Regions from separate parts of the Mus musculus genome. Here regions 1, 2 and 3 are each linked to region 4. A link is a contact called in public HiChIP or PLAC-seq and promoter capture Hi-C data. All regions are on one chromosome and are shown on one strand. The core of a region is the stretch at or near the end of the contact, and the rest is flanking DNA. Distances in the headings are between cores, read along the strand shown.

What was found. Promoter capture Hi-C pulls out the DNA fragments that hold promoters and counts their contacts. HiChIP or PLAC-seq counts read pairs in DNA pulled down with a chosen protein or histone mark.
Region 1: a promoter capture Hi-C map of embryonic stem cells shows a contact between it and region 4, with 6 times the contacts expected there. The contact joins the promoter of Tns3 here to the promoter of Adcy1 in region 4. A contact is called at or near these places in 2 of 39 promoter capture datasets (embryonic stem cells and liver) and 3 of 115 datasets of contacts at active chromatin or transcription factors (embryonic midbrain, embryonic stem cells and stem cell-derived neural progenitor cells).
Region 2: an H3K4me3 HiChIP or PLAC-seq map of embryonic forebrain shows a contact between it and region 4, with 6 times the contacts expected there. The contact joins the enhancer-like site here to the promoter of Adcy1 in region 4. A contact is called at or near these places in 3 of 39 promoter capture datasets (liver and stem cell-derived epiblast-like cells) and 3 of 115 datasets of contacts at active chromatin or transcription factors (astrocytes, embryonic forebrain and embryonic stem cells).
Region 3: a contact with region 4 is called in a promoter capture Hi-C map of second pharyngeal arch cranial neural crest. The contact joins the enhancer-like site here to the promoter of Adcy1 in region 4. A contact is called at or near these places in 4 of 39 promoter capture datasets (embryonic stem cells, liver, pre-B cells and 1 more) and 1 of 115 datasets of contacts at active chromatin or transcription factors (stem cell-derived neural progenitor cells).

What each region holds. Positions count from the first base shown.
Region 1 is chr11:8,662,684-8,665,863 of GRCm38.p6, reverse strand. It overlaps Tns3 (tensin 3), which reads left to right and starts at 1,329. Exons shown (of 31, transcript NM_001083587.1): 1 at 1,329-1,385.
Region 2 is chr11:8,862,800-8,866,221 of GRCm38.p6, reverse strand. Pkd1l1 (polycystic kidney disease protein 1-like 1) reads left to right here. Exons shown (of 52, transcript XM_017314870.1): 38 at 46-130; 39 at 564-740; 40 at 2,301-2,419. Among named protein-coding and RNA genes, the nearest start is that of Gm40814, 56 kb to the left of the region's middle. Within about 2 kb of position 2,086, at least 47 of the 459 cell types and tissues checked have an H3K27ac peak or open chromatin away from gene starts, as enhancers often do. A contact at or near this core is called in embryonic forebrain, where this site is marked.
Region 3 is chr11:8,292,209-8,295,507 of GRCm38.p6, reverse strand. No RefSeq gene overlaps it. Among named protein-coding and RNA genes, the nearest start is that of Tns3, 370 kb to the left of the region's middle. Within about 2 kb of position 1,692, at least 15 of the 459 cell types and tissues checked have an H3K27ac peak or open chromatin away from gene starts, as enhancers often do. A contact at or near this core is called in second pharyngeal arch cranial neural crest and stem cell-derived neural progenitor cells, where this site is marked.
Region 4 is chr11:7,062,067-7,065,110 of GRCm38.p6, reverse strand. It overlaps Adcy1 (adenylate cyclase 1), which reads right to left and starts at 1,678. Exons shown (of 20, transcript NM_009622.2): 1 at 876-1,678. The coding sequence starts at 1,511.

The DNA.
Region 1 (3,180 bases), core at 80-2,579, 1.6 Mb before region 4:
TAGCAGAATGACTGTGACCTCCTCCCTATCCCCTCTAAAGGCTCCTTTACAAGCATCCTGTTCCTCACCCATGACCCGTGGGACTCCCAGAGGCTAGGGAAATGCTTGTTTCATTCCTTAGGGCCTGGGGCTCAGGGCCTGGGGAAGCTTTTGCCTCAGGCAACATCTCCTTCTCCCAATGTCTCCATTTCTCAGAGATAGGCATAGCCTTCCCAAACCTGGGGGAGAGGAAACAGGGTGTGGCCCGGCCTCTAGCCTGGCCTAGGATCCAGGGCCTCACCTCAGTGTTTGTGAAGGCTGCGCTGTAAACAGATCCACCAGATATTACTTTCCTAGCTCAGCTTCTCCACCATTCCTGGCAAGCCTGGCTTTTTCTTGAAGGCACAATATGGCAAGAATTGAACAGGTTTTGGTAACCTCAGACAGTGGCTGCACCGAGCAGATAGATACAATTTCTACCCTCTTTTAAAGCTACCTGGAGTGTTTTCCCGGAGTGGAATCAGAGATATTAAGGGCTGCTGGTGTCCACTAGAAACTGATGGAAATTCCATCTCATTTATGCAGACGTGTTTGAAAGACCATGCAATGGCATGCCATCATTCCCTGGAGATCGCAATGAGAAAATGGACACAGAGGCCCAGCTATCCGAATCTTGGGGATCTCTTAAGAAATCTTGCTCTGTCCTCATCTGAGAAAGGCTGTTCAGGAGATCTTCTTTCTCCTGTGTTCCTGCCAGCCTCAACCGTATTCTCTCCTGCTAGGTTCACTTTAAGAAGTCAAGGGACTTCTACCCAGCACCATCATCTCCTCCTGCCTGGTGAATTCTGGATGTTGAAGGGGCTGTTGGAGCATCCTGGGCTGTCTTAGAGACTGCTGCTTGATACACGTAGAGCCCCACGGGATAATAAGTCACTGGAGGGTATTGTAGGACTTCCTCCTGGCAGAAACAGCACTTAGACACACTGGATGAAACAATAAACTGGTTTTGCAGGAATGGGACTCGAACCTCCCTCCCCAGGTGCACTTACGTAGACATGGAACTGTTGAGCCTATAGAATACTGGGGCCCCCGAGGTATTTAGGGAGGCCAGCGAAGTGGGAGGGTATTTTAAAGAGCTCATCCCTTGGGTCAGGAACCCGAGGGGGTGAGTGCGGGGGGCGGGTGTCCAGCACCTGGAAACGCAGGACATTGTTAGGAAGATGAGACCAGGTGACCGGCAGGGCTCCGGTGCGCGGGCGGTCCGTAGCGATTGCCGGAGCCGCCTCGAGGGGGCCCTGCCGCGGGCGCGGGCGGCCAGCCAGGAGGACGGGCCCGCCCGCGAGCAGCTCGGAGCCCAGCTTCGCTTCGGCCATCGCCCCGCCGGACCGCGCTGCGGGTTCGCCCAGGTACCAGGGTCGGGAGCAGGGCAGGGGCAGCCACACGCCGCCACACTCTTTGTTTGGGGCCCCCGCTCAGGTTCCAGAGCCTGGGCGTTCGGGGTCTTGGAACTGGGTTGCAGCCGAGCAGACACCAAACCTGGGCGCGGAGACAGTTGAGGGTGTAGGGACAAGGCGCGGGGGCACCCGGGAAGGGCGCTTGGGATCCAGGACTGAGGACGACCAGGGGGTCTGCGGCGATCGGGAGTCTGGGGCTCAGCCAGGTCCTCGGGCCGACGCGGGCCGGAGCTCCGGGGCCGGCAGGGTCCTGGTCGCGGCGCCCGGCGCCTAGCTAGGAGGGCGGGGGCGGAACCACACTATCGCCGCCCCGGCCCTGCGGACTTTGCTCCCTGAGACAGTTAGGGAAGAGAAGACGGAGGAGCCGCTTGGGGCTGCAATGAGACTTCTCAGGACTTTACTCCCGCCTTTTCCAGGCAAGTGAGCTGTGTGCCTCTTTTCCTTTCCTTTCGGTTGCTTGGGAGCCAGGGGTCTCATCCCGCCTTTTCCCACTATTCGGAGGAGTACGAGTGCAGGCACAGGCCTGGGGGCCACCTGTGGCACGTGTCTCCTGGCACGCGGGCACTGTAGCTGACAAGTAGGAGGGAGGGTCCTGGGCCCCGGGGTTTCTGTGTAGTTCTGTGTTCTGCCCCTGGGGACGTTTGCTTGGATCGATTTGAGAGTCTATGCCGCAAAAAGAGACCCCGAACCCCTTCCTTCCCCAACTGGCATTCTGGCCGGTGCCAGCAGGTGATCCCGACTCTCTAGCGTGACTGAACACAAAAAGTTCCCTCCAGGGCTTGGGGCCAGCAGACCGCACTATCTAGGGTGACCACAACTGATTGGAACGCCCTCGGCTTTGTCACAGCCCACTCCAAATTTTGTTTCTTGAGTTGTGCCTTCTGCTCCACTGTATAGAGCTTCAAAACGACACCCCAAACCAAGAATACAGGAGCTACTATAGTAATAATGTGTACCCCATCAGAGCTAACCCTTTTGACATATTGATGTATTTCCTTGAGGCTTTGGTCTGTTCATATGAATACTTTTTAAAAGTGCTTTTAGTTTTTTGCCTGTTAAAAGAGATTTTTGACTGTCTTTGTGATTTTGTTGCTTCCCTCTTTGGGGCCTATGAGGTTATATTTGCAAATCAATCAACAAGTATTAAGAAAGGCTTTTCTGTGCTGAGGACCAGGAAGGGGGCGGGGATGGCTGCAGCTGGAAGCTGTAGGAGGCTAGGCCAGGACTTGGAGTGTGTGTGTGTGTGTGTGTGTGTGCGTGTGTGTGTTTATGTGAGGGAAGGGGGGCACAGACAAGGGGGTGCATTTGCTGGGTCCTGGAGAACTAACTGGGGCAATTGGTAAGAAGCCAGACCTCCGATAAAGTCATGGTGACTGCCCCCCCCCCCCCCAAAGAATGACAGAGGGCAATAAGGACCTCTGGCTGAGTGGTACTAAACTCTTTGCCTGTTGTTTATTTCATCTCACCCAATGATTCTTGGAAGAAAGAGGGAAGTGGGATTATCACACCCATTTTGCATATGGGCAAAGAAATGCCAAGTATCCTGTTTATGAAGCTGAAATGTGGAGGAGTAGCTGGAATTCTGGGACACAATGTCTGAGTTCTATGGCCTGGCTCCTGCAGGCTGGCTGCTGCTGCTGCTTCCCTGGCAATTGGCTTTGAATGCTTGTCCAGACAGCAGCAGTTCTTCCACTGAGGGTAGCTCCTCTGCCGAGGCTGCTAAAGCTATCCGCAGCAGCAGATGCGA
Region 2 (3,422 bases), core at 837-3,336, 1.8 Mb before region 4:
TAGCTTACTCCCGTGACGGTGCTGACCGACCCTTCTCCTGGGCAGGTTTGTGCCAGCACAGTGTATGTGGTGGCTATACCTGCTGCTTCTCTCTCTGGTCTGCTGCGCATTCATCACCCAGCCACTCATGGTAAGAAACCCCAATGTGGTAGAGGTGCCATCGTCAACATGGGACCAGGGAGGAGAGGGATCACAGGGCTTCGTTTTTGGTGATTTGAGGCTTCTCTTTAGAGTTTGACTTAGATGTGATAAGAAAATCTGGGAGCCAGGCCCTGGGCTAAGTAGCTCCACCTTAACCTGGCATTCGGAATCCTTATTTTTAAAACTCCCAAAAGAGATGAATCATTTTGCTTATATTTTCAGTTTATGAATCTGTTCCATAAGGCCCCTAGCAAGTCTCTTGATGGAGGCCATACCTGGTGACTAGGTACTGGGGATTTCAGGGTAGCGGCTTCTGGTACCTATTTTGAAGTGAGATAAAGTCAGCTGGCAGTGCAAGACCAGAAAGATGGCTCTGTGGGAGGGGCACAAACAGATGTGGATGCTGGGCACCTCTCTTCCAGATCTGCTTGGCAGCACTTGTCTTTGCTTGGAAACGGAAACATGACAGCAAGTTTTTTACTGAGTCTTTACAAGATGCGACCAAGGGTCTGGATTTGGAATTGGAAGAACATTCCAGAACCCGTGTTCCTCTTTCTCCTATCTCCTATAGTCCTGACACTGCTGAGGAGGCTGAAAGGGTGAGCAGAACGGGGAGCGTTTGGATCTGCTGCTTCCACCATGAAGATGGGGATTCAGACCTTAGTTCAAATTTGGCTGTGCTTTTGGAGCCCCACTCTGTGTGTGTGTGTGTGTGTGTGTGTGTGTGTGTGTGTGTGTGAATTTCTTAAGCTTCTTTCCTTACATTTACCCCAATCCCAGTGAAATCAGAACCACAAGGAAATGAATACACTTGAAAATGTAGAGGTAATACCTGGAGAGATGGCTCAGCAGTTAAGGGAACTGATGGCTCTTCCAGAGGTCTGTGGTGTAATTCCCAAAACCTACATGGCAGCTCACAGCCATCTGTAACTTCAGTACCAGGAGAATCTGATACCCTCACACGAATATGCACATAGGCAAAATACCAATACACATTAAATAAATATATAAATAAATAGGAGTATTTATTTTATTTTACAATTTTTTAAAATTATAAAAAAAGAAAAAGAAACTCTAGAGGCTAATGAAAATTCTAATTTCTGACCACAGTTTCAGAACTTCTAAATCATTTGCTTTTCATAGGAAATGTACACCCTCTCTCTTCCCTTACTTCCACACGGACCTAGCAGTCTCCACATCCCAACCATAGGCCCACTGTTTCCTGCCTTCTTGACTCCATCCTTCACCACCAATTCTCTACACACCGGCAGGCTGCCTTCCTCCAAGGCTCTTTCTTGCTCTGGTAGCCCAGACAACTGGGTCCAACCCTGAGGCCACAGGGTAGTCCTAGCCTCAGAACCAAGAAGCCTTTGAGGAGCTCCATCCTCATCAGGATCAACTCTCCAACCCTGTGTCTGCCATCACCTTAAAGTCCTGATGCTCTACCTGCTGAGTCTCCCAGGCACTCGGCCATACTTGCAGTCCTCAGCACATAGGACATATCTGAACCACGACCACCAAGCTTCACTTCACAGCTTTTGCTCTGTATTTCTTAGAAGCCCAGCAGCTTTGTGAGGAAGGACTGAGGGGCCCAGGGGCTGCTCTCTGAACGTGCCTAGAATGGCTAAGCAGATGAGTGAGAAATGAATGGGTGACTATTTCCCATGGGTTTGCCTCTTAGCTACAGTTAGTCCTGCCCATGAACACACGTCGCTACAACATGGAAGCAATGGTGCTTTTATTACACAAGGCAAACAAAACAAAGATCATTCATGCTAAAACAAGCTGCTTTAAACTCAGTTTTCCAGTCTTTGAAGGTCTCTAACAGAAAGCAGTATGCAAATACCAAAGGCAATTGCCCCTGTGACTGGGCAGCAGTGAACGTGTCTCTCCTGTGTAGCTGTGCTTTCTAAAGGCCCAGATGAAGTCCTTGCCAAAAGAGCTGGCCTGGGACATGAGCAGAGTTTTCAAATGGGTCTACTTCATCTCGCATCGCCTCCCCAACAACACAGTGTGTGTTAACTACACAAAGTCCCTCTTTGTCCCCCTGAATGCAATGCAGAGAGCAATGATGACAGCTCTTGGATTGGCAGGGACACCAAAAGCCTCTCTTTCTCCAATGCTGACCCCAGTATGATGGTGCCCCCCTTCTGTCACAGGTCTTGGCTACCCGACAACGAGAACGCCACCTGCGCTGGGCTCAGACACCATCCAAGGCTAAGCTCAGAGTGACCGGGGAGAGACTGAGGAGAGAGAGCATCATGCAGGCAGCCCTGAGGTAGGTGAAGGCCAGAATACAATGGTCTTCCTCTGGCCCTGTCTTCTTTTTAGAGGGAATGATAAGAGATCCTGCACTTGGGAAAATCCTTTCCCATGTCTCAGCCCGTGCCAGAGGGTGAGGGACAGAGACACTGCATTTAAGGAAGGAAAGTGTTCTGGTTATATCCATGGCCCAGAGCTCTGACCTCAACTCCATCAGCCACACAGACTCACATACATCACACTGTGCCCAACACCAGACCCCGAATTGTGCTCCTCCAGCTGGCTACACAGGGCTATGAAAGTCCAAGAGCAACTGGTGTACCTCTCCATAGGCATTGAATGAGCCCAGGGACCAGTATTCTAAAATAAGTCAACAGTACAGTTTACACAGACATGTTCTGGAGATCAACTCAAAGTCCACTTCAAATATTTAGATAAAGCATCAAAGTTAGTAACTATGATACTGAGACAACCATCTCCAAACTTGACTTCAGTCAGGCTTCTTTGTCAGTGGTACCCATTCCCCTGCCCATCTGTGGTAGATACTGGAAGCAGTTCCTGGAGGAACCCTCTGCAAGGACCAGTCCATGCATGTCTCCCAGTTCCGAGTTCCAGGTTCTAGGCTTCCTGAATCCATCAAGAATCTAGAAGCTCCAGATGTTTTTCCCACAGTGATGTCATTAAAGTATGCAGTGTCCCCTCCAGTTTATTGTCTCTCTTAAAAACCCTTCCTCATCCCCCACACGTACTCAGCTCTCTTATGTAAAGAACAGGTCCTGAGACAGGTTCTTCTCCAAAGAAGAGAACCATGGCATTATTCCAATGTCAAATGTAAAGTGAGTGAAAAAGGAATTCTGAAAAGATAAAACACTGACAAAGACTTTTACATTTGTTCAGGCTGCCCATAAAAACAAGGAACCAAACCCACCAAAAACATGAATGGCAGACCTAAGTCACACACACACACACACACACACACACACACACCTTGAAGTCACATGGGTACACTAAGCACTGTG
Region 3 (3,299 bases), core at 443-2,942, 1.2 Mb before region 4:
CTGAGCTTTGATTATGATTTTTTCCTATTATTTATTTATTTATTTATTAAACAGTTTTTAAAAAAAATTAGATATTTTCTTCATTTACATTTCAAATGCTATCCCAAAAGTCCCCTATACCCTCCCCCTGCCTTGCTTCCCAACCCACCCACTCCTGCTTCTCAGCCCTGGCGTTCCCCTGTACTGGGGCATGTAAAGTGTGCAAGACCAAGGGGCCTCTCTTCCCAATGATGGCCAACTAGGCCATCTTCTGATACATATGCAGCTAGAGGCACGAGCTCTGGGGATACTGGTTAGTTCATATTGTTGTTCCTCCTATAGGGTTGCAGACCTCTTCAGTTAATTGGATAATTTCTCTAGCTCCTCCATTGGGGGCCCTGTGTTCCATCCAATAGATGACTGTGAGCATCCACTTCTGTATTTGCCAGGCACTGGCATAGCCTCACAAGAGAGAGCTATATCAGGGTTCTGTCAGTAAAATCTTTCTGGCATATGCAATAGTGTCCACATTTGGTGCCCAATTATGGGATAGATCCCTGGGTGGGGCAGTCTCTGGATGGTCCATCCTTCCATCTCAGCTCCAAACTTTGTCTCTGTAACTCCCTCCATGGGTATTTTGTTCCCTATTTGATTATGATTTCAAGGCGATTAAATTGATTATTTAACCAATCCTTAAGTGTACTTTTTGATGATTTTATGTTCTACATTTGAATTGTCTGCATGAAAATTTTAGCAAGACTTTAAAATAGAAGTCATATCTATATCATGCTACATACATATAGATTTACTCCACAATTTTTTTTTTCATGCTTGATTTTCTGAGTGGTGTTTTGGTGTGAAGAGTTTGAAACTTACAAAACTGAAGTGAAATTATCTAGTCCTATTTATTTCAGTACTTTTTACTGTGGCATTAATTACTTTCATGATATCACCATCTGACTCATTTAGCTTTTCTTTCCTGCAAGAGAAACCCCATTTTTATATTAAATGCCTGATACCTACTCTGTGTATCTTTAGAAACCAATGATGACTAATCATCTTCATATTTTTCAAAAGTTAGCATCTCCTGAATATTTAATATAACTGTGATATTCAATAATTACTTTTGGCGTCCAAGTCCTTTCACTTCGTATAATACTTTTGAGACTCATCCATGTGTTAACATGTAGCAGTGTTGACTTTTATGGTGGGGTTATACAGCATTGCAAGGATCTTGCATAGTTTTGTAATTGTTATTGGAAAATATATACTTGGGTTATTTCTGCCCTTTAACTTCTGTAACTATGACCTTTTAAATTTTATTAAGATTTACTTATATTTTTCTTGAATGATAAATCCACATGTCCTACAGTAAGCATTTTTGCTTCCCAAAGAAATTAAAACATAAAAATAAATAATGATGTTTCCTGAGCTTTAACATGAGCTCACTGGATCCTGTGCTTCCTATGGATTAGTTTATTCTTCATAACTGAGAGAATGTAAATAAATAGCTAAATATCAGAGAGCAGGAATCTGGCGCAGCTGGCTTCAACTTTCAGTCTATAAGACTCCCAGGCCTGAATTCTTCCCTGGGATTCACAGCCCTGGTTGTCATGGAGATGCAGATGGGCTAGGTGGATGTGGATAAAGCACCATGCCAGGGGATCATATTACTTCCCCTATAGGGCCTGTGTCCTTGGACTTGGGGTGCCAACACATTTGCCAAGAGCAGGTCTGGATTTTCAGGCAGCTGAAACTATTCAGCTAGTCTCAGGCCATTCAGGACTGAGTAAAACGTCACATGGTTTGTTCTTGGAGGAGAGCTATTATTCTTACACTCTGACCTTGTGAATTTTAATTCTAATTAACCGTTCTACAAAATCTGAGTCAAGATTTTAAATTCCTGAGGGAAAAATTCTTTCCATCCCTTTTACTGGTTGTATTTCCCCCCCGGTTTCCAATGAGCTGTTATAAGACAGATCAAAATTGTTGAGTTCCAAGAATTTTATTGCTGATCGGATGTGAGTGGGGCTATGTAGCATCTGGAGTATTTTCATTGCTTTTAATAGCTACTCTGTGGTTTTCATATGCAAATACCATGCACATTTGCTAAAAGGTGCTCACATGTAAAGGATGAGGTCGGGGATAGCAAAGCCAATGTCAAACTATTATTTTAATTTTGTGTTTTCATAACTCTGCTATTAAGCTCGAGTATTTTTATATCTACTTATATATCTATTGTAGATAGATGCATATTGACAGATGATAGATACAGAGATGACAGATAGATGACAGATTCATTTTTAATAGAAGTAGAGCCAGTGAGATGACTCAGCAGGTAAAGGCGCTTGAAGCCCTGAGTTGTAACCCTGGAAAACATATGGTAAAAGAAAAGAACTGAATCGTCCAAATTTTCCCTGACCTCTAGATGTACAACATGGCATGTGCATGCACACATGTACACAGGAGCACACCCATTAAGTAAATGTTAGAAGTATAATATCAGGTTCTCATATACTTTATTTCACTTGATCCTATTGCTGAGTTCCCCTGAGTGTTTCTTGTCTAACCAAGCTTCACATTGCTAAGCTTTCTGCTTGGCTCCATTTCAGAATCTCAGTCTCTTTGTTGACCCTCTCACTCTGTCATATCATCTTCTATAATTTACTCAGCTATTTATATGTAACTGGTTTGAAGTCACTGATCATTTTAAAAATTGGTCTTTTGAAGTCATTGTCTGGCATCTCACCTGTTTCAATATCTTTGGGTGTGGTTACTGCAGTGTGACGAGCCCTTGGAGCAGTCAGATGTCCTTATTTTCCATATTCAGTATTGAGTTGTGTATATCAGTTAACCTGAATTTTCTTCAATGTTATTTGGGGCTCTTCTTTGCAGATTTCTCTTGAAGACTGTGTCCCTATTGCCATCAAAAGTATTGCTCTGTGTCTTCCCTCACCACTGGGGTGTGTGAACTCCACTGAGCAGATGGAATGGGAGGCATTAGGCTGCATTTTACCCTTTGCTGCTATCGAGTGTCCAACTCACAGGAAGCACTGAGCCTGGGATCTTCTTTGTAGATTTCTTTTGAAGACTCTGTTTCCATTGCCACCAAAAAGGAAGACAACATTCATAAAAATAACAATAGTGAAGTTGAAAAACTGTATTTCTCTAGTAGAGCTATTTTGTCAGTTCTCAGATATAGGCTTTAGTAATCAGTAAACTATATTTCTATACTTCCACAGTCTTGTCATTTTTATTTGGGTCTTAAATATCTCCCAAAAGGCCCATGTTTTAAAGGTTTCTGGCATATTTTGGAGGTG
Region 4 (3,044 bases), core at 429-2,928:
CTGGAACAAACCCCTCCCTCAGATGCCACGCCTGGGCAGGGCCAGCGAAGGGGAAGGTCCCAAACTCCTGGGAACAGCCTCCAGGTTCACCTCCACCTGCTTGGGTGCGGTGGTATGGGGAACGGGAACCTCTGGGGTCCAGGAGAATCCCCAGGAGGAGTCAAGTCCTATGCCCTTGGCCCGGCAGCCCCCTCGCCCACCCAAGTTGAAAGAGACAAAGTTCAGGCTCCATGGAGCCAGGGTTAGGACTGGGAGCAGAAGCTGTGGAGACCAGACTATGTGTGACCTTGGCAAACTCCTCTCCTTCAGGGCAGAATTCGGATTCACACCGGGGTGGTTAGCGATACTGGTGGGGTTCAAAGTGCTTCCCTTCCCACTAACTGCTCCCTCGGGTCCGCGAAATTGAGAAGCGAGCCCCAGATGCGCTCCAGGCGAGCTGGAGAGGAACCCAGGGGCTGCGCGCTCTGCCAGCCTAGAAGCCTGGCCTGGAGACCGCGCACCCTCCCACTTTTCAGTACCTCTACTGAGGGACACGGGTACAACCCGGCGCGGTGGATCAGGCTTGGGTCCCCCACTTGAGCTCGGTACCCTACTGCCTGACCTTGGGCCTGTCACCACCACCACCACCACCACACACCAGTCTCTCGTCTCCACCCTAAAGACGCTAGGGACTCTTATCTCGTAAGAAACACCGGGTGGAGGGTGCTAGCTCCTCCACTGCATCCTCAGTTTGCTGTTGACCTTGAACACCTGTCCCACCTTCAGAACCTCAGTTTCCCCACCTTCTCCATAGGAAGAACGTTAAACTCCTGCCACCTCCAGTGCTGCTGGCAGATGTGTCTCCAACCCAATGGGGGACTCGTGGTGCCACTTACCGTCCTCCAGAGACGTGGGCGCTTGGCAGGGACCAAGGCGGCTGTGACCAGTAAGTGCGAGGCAGCCACCACCAGCCCGAAGCCGATGGCCAGTAGGCTGCGCACGGGCAGCAAGGCATAGGACACGAAGGTGACCAAAAGGAGTTGCCAAACCCCCTGCTCGGCGACCGTCGAGCCCATTGCGCCTCCTGCAGAGCTCCTCGCGGGGCCGCCCAGCGCGAAGGGGCAGCAGAGTAGCGCGAAGGTGAGGCTGAAGAACAGCGCCAGCTGACCGACCTGCTGCAGCTGGGACACCTGCAGGGATCGGACATTGGTGACCACGAACAGCGCCAGGAAAAGGATGCAGTGCACTGGGTGCGACCCCTTGGCGAGGCCCGGCGCTGGCCCCGGTGCGCCCAGCAGCTCAGCCAGCGCCAGGGCGCCCGCCAGTAGGCTGAGCACAGCCAGCGCTTTCAGCGTGGCCGCCTGCTCCAGCCGCAACGTGTAGCCGCGGAACAGCGCCTCCAGCTCGGGGCACGCGAACTCCTCGCCACACGCCCGGAACCCACGCCGGCCGCCCGGCCCGGCCGCCCGCTCTGCGCCCCCGGGCTCGCCCGCGCCTCCGCCGCCGCCTTGGCCGCGCGGCGCCCCCGCCATCTCAGCGCCATGCAGCGGCCGCGGCCACGGGCGCGCCCCTCGCCGGCCCGGGGCGCCGGGGCGCCGGCCGGCGGCCCCGGGGCGGGCGGGCGGCGGGCGGCGAGGCGCCGGGGCGCGGGGCGGGCGGAGTTGGGGCGCCGGCTGCCCAGCGCGCGCGCCCCGAGCGCGTCCCCTCCCGCCCGCCGCGCCTGCGCACTGGCGCCCGCCCGCGCCCCGGCAGTGGTCCTCTGCGGCGACCGTGCTGCGACAGGCGAGCCCCAAGAGCCCCGATCCTGGGCGGACAGAGTCCGCGCCCAACTCAGCGCCCGGGATCCCGCACGCCCAAGGGGCCACGTGACCTTGGGCACCACTCCTGACTCTTTGAGCCTCGGTTTCCCCTCCTATGTACAGTGGAGCCCACCCCTCTATGAGTCTTCGGAGGCGTTTAAAAAACGCAGAAATTCCCAGTAGAGGGAGGAACAGCTCTGTTAGATTTGTATCCCCTCCGCAAGCAGAACCAGGTCACCCAAGAGGAGCCCTCACTCAGCTCCCAAGAGGACCCCTCACTCAGTGCCCACCGAGAAACCCCGAGAATCCCAGGTCACACATGCAAGGCGCTTTAAGTGACTGATTTGCCCACCACCTGGGTGGGTAGTGAAAGCTTTGCCTATTGACCTGAGCAAGAATAAAGCCCTGCAATGTCCAAGGAAGCTGTGAGGTCTAGGTGCAGGGATGGGTGAGGGAGGGCTGAAAGGAGAGATAAAATAGCGCGGCTCTCTCCTTAAATAGGAGCTGGCCATGCAAATGATGGCGAGACGTTTACTTCCAGCTGAACAAGTGGCAGGGACAGATTCGCCTCAGTTGCGGATCTTGGTGATGTCCATTCACTAAGGGAAGGGACCGGACAGAATTTCATTCGGTGCTCACTCAGGATGGCCCCCTGAGATCGCTCCCCTGTTCTCCTTTAGAGAGAGTCCCAGAGGACCCTGAGAGTAGAACAGATGCCAGGAGCTTGTGCCACCTCTGGATCCCACGGGTGCACCAGGAACTGTCTCTCACAAAATTTTGCAGCCCATATGCTGTTCTTCCTACTAGAGGCCCCGCTTCCAAATTTTCACTTTCAGTCCATCCTGACCAGACTGTTTTAGAAGACCCTGAGAATTCCCAGGGTAAGAGCCTGTGCCCCCCCCCCCACACATTATATAGGTACAGGAATTAGGATTTGAGATTTTCTCTAGAATTAGTTTGAGCCACATGAACTTGTCGTTTTTACAAAAATCTTCCTACTCAACATCTCCAACAGTTCATACTGAAGGTTTGCTGGAACCACTTGAAAACCAGTTAATCCCTGTTCTTGGAGCGGACTCCCGCTGTAAGACACTCCCAGCTCAGAGCCTGCCTGGCCCCAGTCAGCACCCAAGCTAACTGTTTTCACCCCAGTCCCTGCTCCTTCCATGAAGGTTCACACCTACTGCTCTGCAGCCTCATTTTCTGGTCATTTCTCTCTCCGTGTTCTTTTGGCAGAAACCCACGGAGAGCGTCAGCTGATGCTGA